Regions from separate parts of the Mus musculus genome. Here all the other regions are linked to region 3. A link is a contact called in public Hi-C and targeted proximity ligation data. All regions are on one chromosome and are shown on one strand. The core of a region is the stretch at or near the end of the contact, and the rest is flanking DNA. Distances in the headings are between cores, read along the strand shown.

The links. Hi-C and Micro-C count contacts between places; a contact is called where the count stands out from the background.
Region 1: a contact with region 3 is called in a Hi-C map of embryonic fibroblasts, with 2.9 times the contacts expected there. A contact is called at or near these places in 1 of 39 promoter capture datasets (hematopoietic stem and progenitor cells), 2 of 484 Hi-C or Micro-C datasets (embryonic fibroblasts and pre-B cells), 3 of 130 datasets of targeted methods (effector CD8 T cells, embryonic stem cells and memory CD8 T cells) and 2 of 9 other capture datasets (adipose tissue and liver).
Region 2: a contact with region 3 is called in a targeted proximity ligation map of a colorectal cancer cell line, with 9 times the contacts expected there. A contact is called at or near these places in 5 of 39 promoter capture datasets (the C10 cell line, the HPC-7 cell line, cranial neural crest and 2 more), 13 of 484 Hi-C or Micro-C datasets (3T3-L1-derived adipocytes, bone marrow-derived macrophages, cerebral cortex and 7 more), 16 of 130 datasets of targeted methods (CD8 T cells, DN3 thymocytes, the NIH/3T3 cell line and 11 more) and 3 of 9 other capture datasets (adipose tissue, liver and pancreatic islet).

The regions. Positions count from the first base shown.
Region 1 is chr15:66,874,407-66,879,273 of GRCm38.p6, reverse strand. It overlaps Gm46514 (a long non-coding RNA gene), which reads left to right. Exons shown (of 3, transcript XR_001781648.2): 3 at 797-3,879. Among named protein-coding and RNA genes, the nearest start is that of Gm46514, 14 kb to the left of the region's middle.
Region 2 is chr15:66,930,947-66,935,530 of GRCm38.p6, reverse strand. It overlaps Ndrg1 (N-myc downstream regulated gene 1), which reads left to right. Exons shown (of 16, transcript NM_008681.2): 15 at 1,616-1,667; 16 at 4,423-4,584. Among named protein-coding and RNA genes, the nearest start is that of Ndrg1, 36 kb to the left of the region's middle.
Region 3 is chr15:67,095,080-67,100,016 of GRCm38.p6, reverse strand. No RefSeq gene overlaps it. Among named protein-coding and RNA genes, the nearest start is that of Gm31342, 58 kb to the right of the region's middle.

The DNA of each region.
Region 1 (4,867 bases), core at 1,999-4,498, 220 kb after region 3:
TAGTACTTTCTGTTCTCATATAATTTGCAAATTAGACAAGATATAGTTGAATATATATATTAATTCCTTTACTGTACTTAATGAATATTATAATAGACAAACCTCTCAGGCAATCAAGAATGATACAAAAATGGGGGGTGAGAATTTTCTTCTGATTCATTTTTTTAAATGGGACATAATAGGCTATATATTTTGGTGCCTTCTGTGGGGGCCTTGTTTGAAACAGATGTATGTTGCTCCGTGTAGGACAAGCCAGCCCCTCATTGGAAACAGCTTGTTTCCAGCTTACCAGTTCCAGTAGGCTTAGGATCTGGAACCATTTTCATTAGAGTCCAAAGCATGTGACATTTTTATTATTTGCAATGCCTTCCTGTCGGGTAAGACCTCGTAGCCCTCTTGACCTCTCAAGATTTTTTTTTTTTCTTTTTTGGATACCATCTTTATTCTCTGTTCATTCCCTACAGCTTCTCTGGACTGAAGTTCAGTAGCCAGGCACTACACACAGCTCATTAAAGAGTTTCAGATGCATCCTTGTAGAGCCTGGATTGCCCTCTCTGCTTGGCCCCTGCCGGGAGTGAAGGGGAGAGGGAAGAGAGACTCAGGAAGGCTGGGGCATAGGGAGCCGCTGCATCAAGGTGGGAAGAAGGATGCTCCTTGGGGTGAATCATTTTCCCTCTAGCCTTGGCCCAGAGCTTCAAAGCACAACTTTGAAGCTTCTCTTGCAAGTGTTCCAGGCTGCTGCTGTTTGTGTGGGAGAAGCCAGCACCATGTGTTTCTGGTTCTGTTTACTCCACAGAAGGGAACTGGGAAGCCATCGGCTCTGCACCATGCTGTGTGCTGGGTAAGACCCATTGCCTGTTGCTTGTGGATGTGGCACTTTGGTGACACCTGGAGTGCCTAGAAGGTGACCTATGGAGATCAGAGCAGCCAACAATTCCCTCTGTCCTCCCTAAAACGCCCCCCTTCTCAAATTCTCTCCAGCTGCCTGAGCAATGGCTCAAAATAAATCTTGAATGGTCTTTCTGAAAGCCCACAGGCACATGTCCTCTGTTGACCCCTCTGCTCTCATCCTCACTACACTCGGTGCTCCCCCCCACCATGGTCCTGTCTTCTTGTGGGGTAGCCATTTTCTTAACTTGAAACACTCCCTCCTACAGGAAGGAGCAGCAACTTATGCAATTGACTTAAAAAGCTCAGGAGACCCAGAAAGCCACAAGGCCCCTCCCCAGGGTTCTCTGAGCAAGGACAACTGCTGGGAGGGGAGTGTGTCAGTCCCCAGAGGCCACCTGCAAGCCATGCTGGGGGTTCCAGGAATGCAGCTTCCATGAGTCATCATCATCGAGTCATCGTCATCCATGCCGGGGTGGGCTTTTTGGTGATGCAGCTGTTTTTAAGTTCTGTAACTAACCACAATAAACTCACTGGTTTACCAGGCTAGACTTGGGGAAGAATTGCTTCTTTAGTCTTTTCATGGACATCCTGCCTCTCAGCCTGAAAATGCATCAGGAGTTTGTCTTCTATATTGGGTGCATCATGCACCCCCAAAACCTATGCCTGGGAGCATCTCAACTTGGAAATCTGGATTTTTAATTGATGTTATTACTTTAGGATTTTAAAAATTATCTTGGATTGAAGTTGGGCCCTAAATCCCACACTGCTCTCCTTAGAAGTTGGGACGAGGGCACAGAGTCACACAAAGAGGAAGTTCTGTGAAGATGGAGATACAAATGAAATGACACAGCTGTGAGCCCAGAGATGTCAAAGGTGACATCTACAGACGCCAGAGAAAGAAGCAGGCTTGTTCTCTCCCATCAGAGACTGCTAAGGAGCCAGCCCTGACAGCAAGAACTGACCAAGCAAGCCTGGCTACTGTCTGAAGACATGAAAACAGGCTGAGGTGCAGAGAGCCTGGGAGTGGTCAGACATTGCATCCCAAATGGAGAAAAGCATCTATTCCCAAAGACTAGTGCCCAGTTACAGATGTTGCCCTGACTAGTCTCCTTGACCTGTGACCTCTGCAGTTTTGTGCTGTGTTCTCCATGTTGTCTAGATGTGGACTCCAAAAATTACCTATCTCTCTATGTCTTTGATTCTGTCTCCTTCTATGTACACACACACACACACACACACACACACACGCATGCACACACGAGAGAGAGCGAGCTTGATGCCACTAGAGCCATCACTCTCCTCTCTAGTCTCTTAGCCCATGTATCATCTTTGGAGCCTCTCTCTTACAGTTTCTCTACACATCCACCATGAGTCCATCTTTGTTTCTCATTGTTGCACAAGATTATAATATCACCCTCAAATGAGAAGCAAAGCCACTTCCTATACAGCTTTGTTAAGATGGTATCCATGCAGATGGACTTAGTCTGTGTGGCACCAGGAACAGCGGCCTCTCTCTCTACCTTTTTATTCAAATCCATAAGCCTTACCTACAATTGTACACACTTTATGTAATTACAATTCTTGTTCTCCCTATCTGAGTATGCACTTCAATAGGGAGGGGCTTCTCTGTTTCCAGTGTTAAGACTGTGCTGTCTCAGGGCAAAGCACATTACAAGAACTCAGTGGAGATCAGATGCTAGAATGAGTGAGTGAATGAATGAATGAATGAATGGGTTGATGGATGTATGTGTGGGTTGATGGATGGATGGGTGGGTGAATGAATGGATGAATGAATTCTGGTGCCAACTAGATCTTTAACAATTTCATTGTACTACCCAGTAGATGATCAGGACCCCAACTAATTATAGATTCAGTGCTTATATCTGGGTGAAAGACATGTCAGATTAGCAAGATGGGTCCTGACTGAGGAACTTTGGTGTCTATACACGGCCTTATTCCTATCTGGCATCACTACACTAGCCTGCCCACTCTGCCTTTAACACTGGTGAAGGCCATTACCCTCCTGTCCTGTTGATGCCTTCTCCAGCCCACCCAGGGCCGTGGTTGAGCTCTGCCTAACCCTTCAGACCCCCTCTACCCAGGCCTTTCATTCTCCTATCAAGCCTGAGGCAGCCCTTGCCCATGGCTCACAACGTGCAGATCTTGTGTCCCTCCCATGCCTTACCACTGTGAGTTCACTCACAAGTCATGTGTAATTTCAGAGATAATGGAAGATTTATTCCTGCCTGTGAGGAGAAACTCGTGGCTAGTTGGAGACTCCCTAAACCCACAGAGGGCCTCAGGCTTCCATCCCTCTAGCCCTGTGTTTCTGGGATCCCGGTGGTTTTACTTGCCTGCTGCAAGTGATGAACAGACATCTCAGGAATGTGGTACAAACCAGTGTCAGCCTTGTTCATACACATGGCCCAGAGGTGGAACTCAGGCTCAGATGCACTGCTTAGCACACTCATTCATCTCACAGATACAAGCCTGAGCTCAAGGAAAGCTTGGGCCAAATTAATAAGGAGGTTATACTCCAAGTTTACTTTCATAGTCAATTGGGAACTGAAGGCAAGAGGATAAAGGAGGCCTGAGTGGCATTATTAATGAGTATCAGACAGACGTGGGATCCTGTCCTACTCTGAACCATCAGTTGTTTGTGACTTCCTGGGTGTTAGTCAACTGTTCTGAGATGCAATATTCTTATCTGCAGAGAGCACTCACATCACAGAAGCTGCTGGAAAGCTTACATGAGAAGATCAACAGCGTTCAACACAGTTGGCCTTTCAAATCCAATGATCTTTGATACCCAAAGGGAAGGCTGTTGTTCTCATTTTACTGAGAAAGGTTAAGTAGGCTGATCAGATCACATAGCAAATGTATGGTAGAACTAGAATCTGAAGTTCCAATCTTATTAACTTATCAGCATCACTGTAACTGTGAATATCCATTCAATAGAGATTGGTTCCTTGAATGCACCAAATTCCTACAAGGTACCAGGCACTTCTCTTCTCATTAAGGACACAGCAGAGCCCAGCACAAACTGGATCTGCTCTCAGAGAGGAAAATCACATAATAAATAAATAAGCCCATCTTACCAAGCAAGATGATGATGGGTCCTGTTAATGATGCTACAGGGAAAGTCAAGGTAACATAGCTCCAAGGCAGCAAGTTCAAGTTAAAGGAAGGTGGTCCAGAACTGCTGACATTTGTGTTGTTCCTGAGTCCTGAGATGGAAGAGAGACATCATAAGACAAGAAGTTTGGTCAGAGCAGAAATAGGCACAGGTTTGAGAAATGTTAAGTCTATTGTTGAAGTACAAACAGGAAGGCAGTAGAGTCCTGAGTAGTGAGAGTGTGTAGCAAGGAGACAGAGAAATTGACAGCAGCCAGGTCCCAAAGCAACAGGTTGGCTGTGCAGGTAAGTTAGGTGCAGAGAGAATCCAGCATATGTGTTAGTCAGGGTTCTCTAGAGGAAACCAATAGCAAGAATGAATATACACCACACAGGGGATTTATTAGCCTGGTTTACATGGTAAGGACTGGGCCTTCCAGTAGCTGCCTATGTGTTAGAACCAGTAGCTGCTCCGTCTATGAGGATGGATGCCTCATCGATCTCCATCTGATGCTGATGGCTGGAGAATCCTTGAGGGTTAAAGAGGCTGAGCGATGGCAGCCAAGGATGGCAGCTGCAGCAACAGCAGCATAGCACAGATGCTATGGTGGATTGAATGAGAATGGCCCCCGCACATGTTTTAACACTTGGTCCCCTGTTGGTAGAAATGTTTGGGAAATGCTAGGAGCTATGGCTTTGTCAGAGGAGGTATATCACAGGGACAGCTTTGAGGCCACAGTCAGCTCCTGTCAGTCTCACCAGGCTCTTTTTGACTCCTGTCTGTGAGAAGTGAGCTCTCAATGGTTTCTTTAGCTACCTGACATCATACCTTGGCTCCTGCATCACGGACTGTAACCCTCTG
Region 2 (4,584 bases), core at 1,706-4,205, 160 kb after region 3:
TACCTCACCTTCTTAGAGGCTGGAGGTGCTGGCATCTCAGCTCAGCATCATTAGGGGAAACTGAGGCTGCAGAGAAGGATTGTTGCCTATGGTAACAGTTGCCAGTGATACCCAGCTGGCCCACTTTTCTTATTCAGAAGAAGTCCAACTCCAAAACAAAAGACATCCTTTTTCTCTGCAGCCAACTCATGTCACAAAAATCCTAGGGGGCAACTTTTGCATAGTCAAATGTCACTTGGGTTCTTTGCCTCATTGCAGATGAGTGGCAGGATTGTGCAGGGACCACACGGTCTCTGTGAGGAGACTGAGCCACTGGGTGGTGTCTTCCTGAACTGGGATCAAGGGATAACACACATATACCGTTGGAGGCACCTTGTCCCCCAGTTCAGTTAATTGAGTTGTGTAGAGGAGACAGTGACTCTGAAAGTGGCCTTGGCACTGCCCTGATCACTTATCCAAGGATAGCCTGGTTAACCTAGCTAGTGTTATAGCTACCCACCCATAGCCATTTATTTCATTCATCTTTCCTTGTATCCTTTTTTCTTCCATTTCTTCTCCCACCTATCTTTTTCCTCTTCTTCAACTTAGTTTTCATCTTCCAGTCAATGCACAATCTGACCTTCTATACCTTTTCCTTCTTTGACCCTTGTTCCAGCCCTTCCTTCTCTGTTTCTTTCTTTCCCACTTCCCTCCCCCTGTCCTTCCCTCCACCTCCATCCCTTCTTCCTTCCCACCTTCTTCCCTCCTTCCTGCCATCTCTTCATCTCTTCATCTCTCCATGCTTCTCTCCCTCTATCCCTCCGTTTCTCCATCCCCCTCTTTTTATAGTCCTTTCTTTTGTTCTTCCATCTCTCTATCCCTCTGTCCTTCCCACCATTTCTCATCTCTCTGTCCCTCTGTCCTTCCCACCATTTCTCATCTCTCTGTCCCTCTGTCCTTCCCACCATTTCTCTACCCCCCCACCCCGGCCTGTCTTTTCACTAATATTTTCCAATGACCATCCTTCCTTCTACTCATTCAACCTTTGTATCATTAACCTGACATGAACCACCTCGGGCACAAAGGTTCCTGGCACAGAGGCCTCCGGTTCATCCATACAACTTGCACTTATTAGTTCCGGTCCTTGGGTCCAGGCAGCTGCCACCCATTTTATTCATCTATGCCACCCACATGCACTTGGGAGTACTGGTCCTGGAAGGCTGGTGTCAGGTTTCCTGGAGCTGGTTGTGCAGAGTCCCTAGCAGGCCATGTGGCTCATGGCCTTGGGCTGTGAGCACAGAGTGTGTCTTCACCCTATATGCAGTTGAGGACACTGTCTGGGGGACTTTTGGGATAGCATTTGAAATGTAAATGAAGAAAATACCTAATTTTTTAAAAAAAAAGAAAGAAAGAAATCTTGGAAGTTATCCATGCCCTTTCAACAATGAGGCAGGTTTAAGCTGGTCAAAACTGATTCTGGTCCCCACGAGCATCCTGGGTTTTTCTTCCACTTCTATGCTTTTCCTGTTTACATGTTGTGGCTCCATCTTGGGCCAGAGCTCTAGCTTACAGGTACAGGTGACCCAGGATGATCTATATCTCCAGCCATTGACTTCACTCTCTCTCTCTCCTACAGCCCGCCAAGCTTGCTGAGGCCTTCAAGTACTTTGTGCAGGGCATGGGATACAGTGAGTATAACATCTTGGGCACAGAAAGGTGTTGGGGTGGTAATGTCATAGTCAGTGGGGGCTGGAGAGGGCTCTGTCATCTTGGCTGGCTTCAGCTCTTAAGCACTAGGCAAGTCTAAGAAGGAGTAGTAACAATCACACATGGCTGAATGAGGAATGGATCAGCACCCAGTTTGGTTTTTGTGCTGCATATGTCACACAGCAAACTAAGATGGTGCTAGCCTATCTGTGCAGCGTGTTCTCAGAGGACCTCATCGTGTGTTCAGTCTGATTTTATATCTATATAGATATAAATATACACATATCTATATCTATATAGATATAGATAGAAGAAGTTGCTTCACATCTGACATTTATTTAGCTTTACATGAGAACATTTAAAAACCATTTGATGCAAGAATGAGACAATATTGTTGTTGGCAAGGCTGGTCTTTGAACTCCTAATAGTCCTCTTGCCTCAGTCGCCCAAGTGCTAGGATTACAGACAAGAAGCACTATTCTAGGCTAGGACTATCTCTTTAAACACCACCATTGCCAACAATAACAACAAAAAACCACAAACCCAACAACAACCAAAACAATGACCAGCAGCTGAATAAGGAATGCCCCTAATTTTGATCACATGCTCACTCAGGAGACCAGCAGTTGTAGCAACGATAGAGATGATAACGGTGATGAAGGATTAATAAGGATTTTTGTCTCCTTTAACCATACCATCATAATAATCCTAGAAGGGAGAGGCTAAGCAGGCCGCAAAGAGGTTTGAAGCTGATTGAGCCAGAGCTCTATGTAAGAGGGAGCCCAGAGTGCCTGAGATCGAAGGTAGGGTGCTTCCTTGATAGATCACTTTTTAAAAAAGATCTATTTATTTATTATATGTAAGTACACTGTAGCTGTCTCCAGACACTCCAGAAGAAGGAGTCAGATCTCACTACGGATGGTTGTGAGCCACCACGTGGTTGCTGGAATTTGAACTCAGGTGCTTCAAGAAGAGCAGTCAGTGCTCTTTACCACTGAACCATCTCCCCAGCCATCTTTGCTAGATCATTATATCAAGGAACTGAAGGACTGAGCACCCCGCTGTATCCTGCTTTAAGCTTAGAGTGAGCTTGTCATTCAGGCAGTCCCATAGATCTAGGAGAAAAATAAAAGGGAGAGACACAGACCCAAAGGGTGGGTTGCTGAAACAGAAGGTTCCAGCTCACAGGCTGCCTGCCTGTGATCCTGGGCTCCTAAGACTCGTCCATTGTGTGTCTGGTGTCATGGGAAGCTGTCATTTCCTGGTGAGGTCATCAGGACTCAGAGATTTGGGTGGAGAAATCGAGACGCAGGAACAAACATAGGGGTCACAGATGTGCCCTGACCCTACCTCTTTCTGAATTAAAAACAGGCTGTTCTGAGATGGTATACTTCTGTTGTCTCAGCATTTGGAATGAAGAAGTGGAAGGATAGTGAATTCAAGGTCTTCCCAGCTACACAGAGAGTTTAAGGCCAGCCTGGGATAAATGGAGCTTTGCTCAAAACCAAAAACTAATGGATAAAAACAACAACCAGGAAGAAAAGGAAAGAAAGGAAAAGGAAGGAAAGGAAAGGAAAGGAAAGGAAAGGAAAGAAAGAGGGAAAGAAAGAAAGAGAAGGGGAGAGAGAAAAGAAGGAAGAAAGGAAGAAAGGGAAAGTCAGACAGACAGACAAACCAGGAACAACACTAATTCTTTAAGGAGTGAATTCCACTGAGCAAGGACTAATCCAATTTTGGGTGTCTGATCTAGGGCTGTGCTTCATTGGGGTGTGGCATTAGTCACCCCAATGAGTAACCTAAGAGATCCCCACAAATAAAGCTCTTAAGCGTCAAGAATGCATTTTTCCTACAACTTCAGAGGCTGCAAATCTGAGGTCAAGGTTTGGACAGGGCTGGGCTCACTTTTCAAGGCCCTTTCTTGCCTTCTGGATTCTGCTGACTACATCATAGGCCTTCTGTGGCTTCTGGCTGCATTACACCAATCTCTCCATCCATATGGGGTGGCTCTCTCTTGTTTTCTTTTTAATGATATTGGGCTTTAGATTAGGGATCATTCTAATCCAGAAGGACCTTGTCTTAACTAAATATCTCTAAGTATTCCAAACAAGGTCATATTCTGAAGTTTCAGGTGAGCATGAATTTGGGGGGAGCACTGCCACCCTAGATAGGAGGAGGATTGTCTTGTATCCCATTCTGTCAGTCATCTGCTGTGGTATGCGCAGTTTTGGTCATGCTAAGGTTTGAGAGCTAGCAGGCTTTTGGAAGGCAGACAGATGGCTAACATTTCCTTAGGAACCATGTGGTGAGACCTTGGGGGTTATTCTTGGGATGTGCAGGAACTAACCTTGCTGGCTTCCACATTCTACTGCCTACTGACAGTACATTTAAGAGGAGGTTACACGAAGTCTTCATTTTGCAAATGAAAATGGGAAGGCTTCAAGTGTGATGATCTGGTGGTCACCTAGCTAATAAGCACATAACAAACTGGGGGTCAGACCCAGGTCATGGCTCAGGACTCTTGCCATGTAATTGTTATGTGCCTTTCCCACATATTGGACTTTACTGTCCTCTTTGTGAGTGACACAGAAGGTAGATGGCTCACAGGATGAAGACAATAGAGAAGTGGTGTTCAGCTGGGCTCTTACGATTAACTGTCATGGCTGGCAGCCAGGGGTAGAGTCCCACACCTGTAGAGGCTTCCTGTATCCTAACCATATTTGTCTTCTGTGTTCCCAGTGCCTTCTGCCAGCATGACTCGCCTGATGCGGTCCCGCACAGCCTCTGGCTCCAGTGTCACATCCCTGGAGGGCACCCGTAGCCGCTCCCATACCAGCGAGGGCCCCCGAAGCCGCTCGCACACCAGTGAGGGGTCCCGTAGCCGCTCCCATACCAGTGAGG
Region 3 (4,937 bases), core at 1,412-3,911:
GTGGGTGCTCTGGACACTGCAGGTGTGGTCCACAATCAGGGAGTCAAGCCATTTCTCTCCGGTCCTCTTCCACTTAGCATAGGTGTATTCCTTGCCCATGGCAGACCTAAAACAAAAGATCTTGGTTTCTTCTTTGAGCTCTCAAGTCAGGGTTCCATGAATACTATTGAAATGGAAAGTTCCATGGGCTAAGGGCTTCTCAGCCTTAAGCTCCTAGGTGCAGCCTCCTCTCGTGGCCTCCTTGGCTGCCTCTGGACTCTGAGACACACTCTTCCTCCATACTTTCCAGCATTTGGACTAGCTTTGTGAAAGCATTGCCCCAAGCAAGAAGCTCAAGTTGACTGGGTCTACTCATGGATGAAGAGTTTCTTCCCTGCAGGAGGAGCTCTGGTTGGAACAAGGGTACCCATGGGTCCTTGGAATCGGTGATCAAAGCCTGCATCCTCTATAGATGGACCTCTATAGAGTAAAAGGGATGCCACAGTTTGTGCCACGAGAAAATGCAGGCTTAGTATATTCTTCATCTAACAGAAGACTATCAAGGGCAATGGGTACTGCAAATGGCTGTGGGCAAGAATAGGACTCTGCCAGGAGAAGGTTGGAAGCCATGGTAACAGATAACCAGACAGCAGTAACGCTCATAAAAAAAAAAGTATTGCTTTTGGCCTCATATGTATTAATTTGATGAGGCATAGCATCTTGAGGAAAAGAAGCAGACTCAGGCAGACATGTAGTGCGTCAGAGGGTAGAGCTAGCAAACACATCAAAAGTGAGGTCTCGGTCACTGTGTCCTGAACACTGATCATGACATTTGGTACCTGGGGGATGAGAACTCTAGGTGGTGTTCCTAGCACAAGAATTCTAGACATGAGCCCTACACAGTGGTTTGAGCCAGGAAAGCAAAACCAGCCCATGGCTGCCCAGTTTCTTCTGACCCCGTCCTTGGCTTAACGGTGCTAGCTGGAGTGTTCATGGGTGGTGGCCACCAGAGGGTGCAACAGAGCCATCTTAGTCAAGATCTCATGTCTGTTTAGCTGAAAAGCAGAAGCTTTTGAAAAGGCACACACCTGTGAACAAAGTCAGACCTTTAGAGGACTTTGCTATAGACACGAGCAAGCCCAACACCTTTCCAATAAGATCGCTGTCTCTGTCACTCACCTGAGTAAACCAGTCAAGAAAACAGGCCCAAAAGGGGACAGCCAAAGTCCCCAGCCAGTGTGGACAGGATAATAAATGTTCTCTTCCCACGGTTCACATGAAACCCAGGTCCACTGGAAACCTAGGACCTGAAACTTGTTCTTGGTTATCTATTATTTCTGAACTGTATGCCTATGAGAGAGCTTGATCTGAATCATGGTTTATTAATCTGTAAGAGGGTATTAAATGACATGGTAGACATGAAAAATTGTGCCAGCCATTTTCTGAGATTTTCTATGTGTCTAACATGTATTATGTTCCTCCTGAAATTCTCCCAAGAGACTGAGGTGGCAGTGGTATCTGCACCATACCTATGACTATAATGCTATATGCCTGTGGTCACCCTGTTCATAACTCCTCAGCCAAGAACAAAGACCAGAGCTGATTGTATATCTGTCAGGCCAGAGTAGGCTAATGCTGCAAAAACAAATAAGCTTCAAGTCCCACTAATGGAGAACAAGGCTAGTTTCTTTTAGGAGCAGTTTCAGGGATTTTGTGCTTTCCTTCATGTAGTGACCCAGCCAGTCATGAAAGACATTATTACCAACTTCACCTCCTTCAGCACATAGCCTTCAAGGTCACTGTACAGGAAACTGGTAATGCCTCATAAGCTCTCAAATGTCTCCAGTTAGATCTGATACCCACCACTTCCATATAGGTCCATTGACCAGCAGGAGTTTCATTGCCCAAACAACATCATAATGGGAAAATGAATGGTGGGATAAAAGTTCCAGAATCCTCGAGGGCAACCGGCCACCTCTGCCAAAATCTCTCCTTGATGTCAGAGATCCTGTCCTAGACTTAGAGCCAATTCGTGACAGCTCACCAGGTCTGCTCTGGTCAACCCTGGTTGATCAGAAGGCTTAAAAGATGCAAGCAGTAGGACGGGCTATAGAGAGGCAACCCAGGGGACAGGATGCCCAGCATCAGAGAATAGAGAATGAGGCTGCTCACCCCAGTTGCAGTTGTGTGCAAGCAAAGGCAGAGAGGGCTTGGTGGAGATGCTTGAACATCAGGGAGAATACAATGGAAAGATTGCAGATTGGCCAGAAATCCAAGCTATGCTCATTCCCAGGGACTTCAGGGTGGGTGCTTCTGTGTGCTGACTTTAGTTCCTAAAGTACACACTGGAAGGCTTGAGTACGATGTTTGTATCTCAAGGTTCCATCCAACCATGCCATTCCACTCTCAGAGGTCCTAGAAAGGCAGAGACACTGAACGTGGTTTTTCTTCTGAATGCCCAGCATCTAGCAAAGTACCAGGTACCTGGTTGGCAGGTGTATCAGAATCATGTTGGTTGCCAATAATACTAGATAGGATGGATGTTAACCTGTACTTAGAGCATAAACATTCCAGCCAGGCCTCTGGGTTCCCCTCACCTGCTTCTCACATGCCTCAGGACAGGCAGCCTCACTGACATACACATTTTACACAAATCTAGCATTCCAAGAGATGAGTCGTACTGCCCAGAGCCACACAGCTCAGCTCAGCAGCAGCGGACCTCAATGGGAACCAGGCACTCAGACTCTGAGCCTACGCTGTCTGCCCCTCTCCTGCCACGGTACCCTGGAATAGCTAAATGGTGTACACACCATCAAGATATCTGAAACTGTGTCGGCCACCTCAACACCAAACTCCCAGAGAGAAACTGGGCGGAGTGTGGTGTGAGATCGTGCAAACGGTGAGAACTGCTCTGCCCTCAAGGCCAGGGAAACTGATCTCTAAGTCTTGTTCCACACAGAGTTACCCTGGAGAGGAGCCCCTGGGCTGGTGCATCATCAGAGCACCAGGCAGGCAGGGAAGGCTGGGGCTTCCAAAGAGGTTCATTTTGCAGAAACATACCGAGTTAGGGATGCGGAGATGACTGTGTAGTCCACAGGCCAGATGCACCAAGCTGGATGCTGGGCACACCACCAGACTTCACCAGATGGTAGAGCCTTCCCAGCTGAAGGGCCCGAAGCCCTCTTGTACTTCCCATGGCTTGCCTCTGTCCTTGTTTACATCCTTCTTGAACACCTTGCAGGTCCCTCATCTCCCAACACCACATTCCTGTACCTAGACTGACCAAGGCTCCTCCTTCCTCCCACTTCCCACAAACTAGCAACACTGCTCTTGACCTTTGGAGACAAACTCTCCTCACTTAGGGCTCCATATGCTTCCACCTTCTAAGATGTGTTCTAGCATGTTTATTCTCTTCAACTCCACAGATCCTAACCACACACCTCCTTCCTTCACTGTCCCTGTTTGTCTGATTCTCCATTACAGAACAGGTGTGCCCAGAGCTCAAAGTAGAGACCTGAGAAGTCTCACTATGTCACCTCCTCCCTTTGCCTATCCAACGTCAGTCCGGCCCTTCTGCCACTAAAAGAGACATGGTTCATAACCATACTTTCCATGCCCCTATTCCCTCTGCGTGTGTTCAGGATATTTCTATCTTCCAGTCATATAAAAGCCAACCCATCATCAATCGCTTTCTCTGCTACCTGTCTTGGCACTCACCCATCTGCATGCTGTATATACAGACAGTTGGTCTAAAACACAAGCCAGTATACATCAGTCATTTGCAGCCGCATCTATCCTACATAGCATCTTCTCACTGACCAGGTCTCAGCTCACAGGCTTTTGTACACATGGGATCCAGGATGTCTCTACTTTCTTTCGTAGTTCTTGGCCAAACATTTATATGCAGAAGGCAGAAGTACTACAGGGATGGGCTTCTTCACACCCCATGCACATTTAAGATCTGGTTCCTATCATGTCCTCTAACACCCAGTGAAGAACATCAAAAACAACCTCAGATTCTTTGATATTCCTCCTCTGAAGTTTCCCCTCACTGTTAACAAAAATGACAGGAATCATTGTACTACTTAAATTAGCTCACCAAACTGTGGAAGTTTCAAATTCCTGGTTCCATAACCAGGGTTAGGGTTAGGGTTAGGGTTAGGATATTCTGCACCCCCCAGAGAACTGCCCCAATTTGTATCAAGTAGAGCAGAGAAGAGCCCTCCCCACTCAGACCTGCCTCATACATAGGCTTCTGAGCTAGGGGAAGTGAGAGCCCTATATTTTGGGGCAGTCTTTTACATAGCAGTGTACCAAAAGAGATGGCAAAGTTTAAAGTTAAAGGTGAGAAAAGGACCCTCCTCCCACCATGAATCGTAGCAGGGTACACAGGAAATGGAGCTCTGTCTCCACTCTTGTCAGTGCATCACGGTGACCATTCTAACCCCATGCATAAACCTTCCCTGTGTTTCACAACAAGCCAAGAAAAAGCCACAGCAAGTGCACTGCTGTGGGTAAGAATGTAAATCAGTAGAGTTACTGTGAAAAACAATGTGCGGTCTTCAAAACAACTAAAAATAGAACTTCCGTGTGATCCAGTGTTTCCTATTCTGAGTATATCGCAAGGAAAAAAAAAATCATGTCAGAATCCCTGCGCCTTGTGTTCACCTCAACACTGTTCAGTCAAGAGATGGAATAAACATTGGTGACCCTATCCACATATGAGTGGGTGAGGAAGCAAGAACACAGTCCACAGGAGTTCTGTCAACCTCCAAAAGAATGTAGGAAATCCTGTCCGCTTGGCATGATGAACCTGAAGGACGCTGTATTCAATGAAATGAGTCAGGAGGGCAGATCATGCATGATCTCACTTAGGCATGGAATCTGAAGAAGTCAAAACAGAAGCAGAGGGCACAACGAGGGTTATTAGAGGTTGAAGAAGCACTGGGCAGATGCTA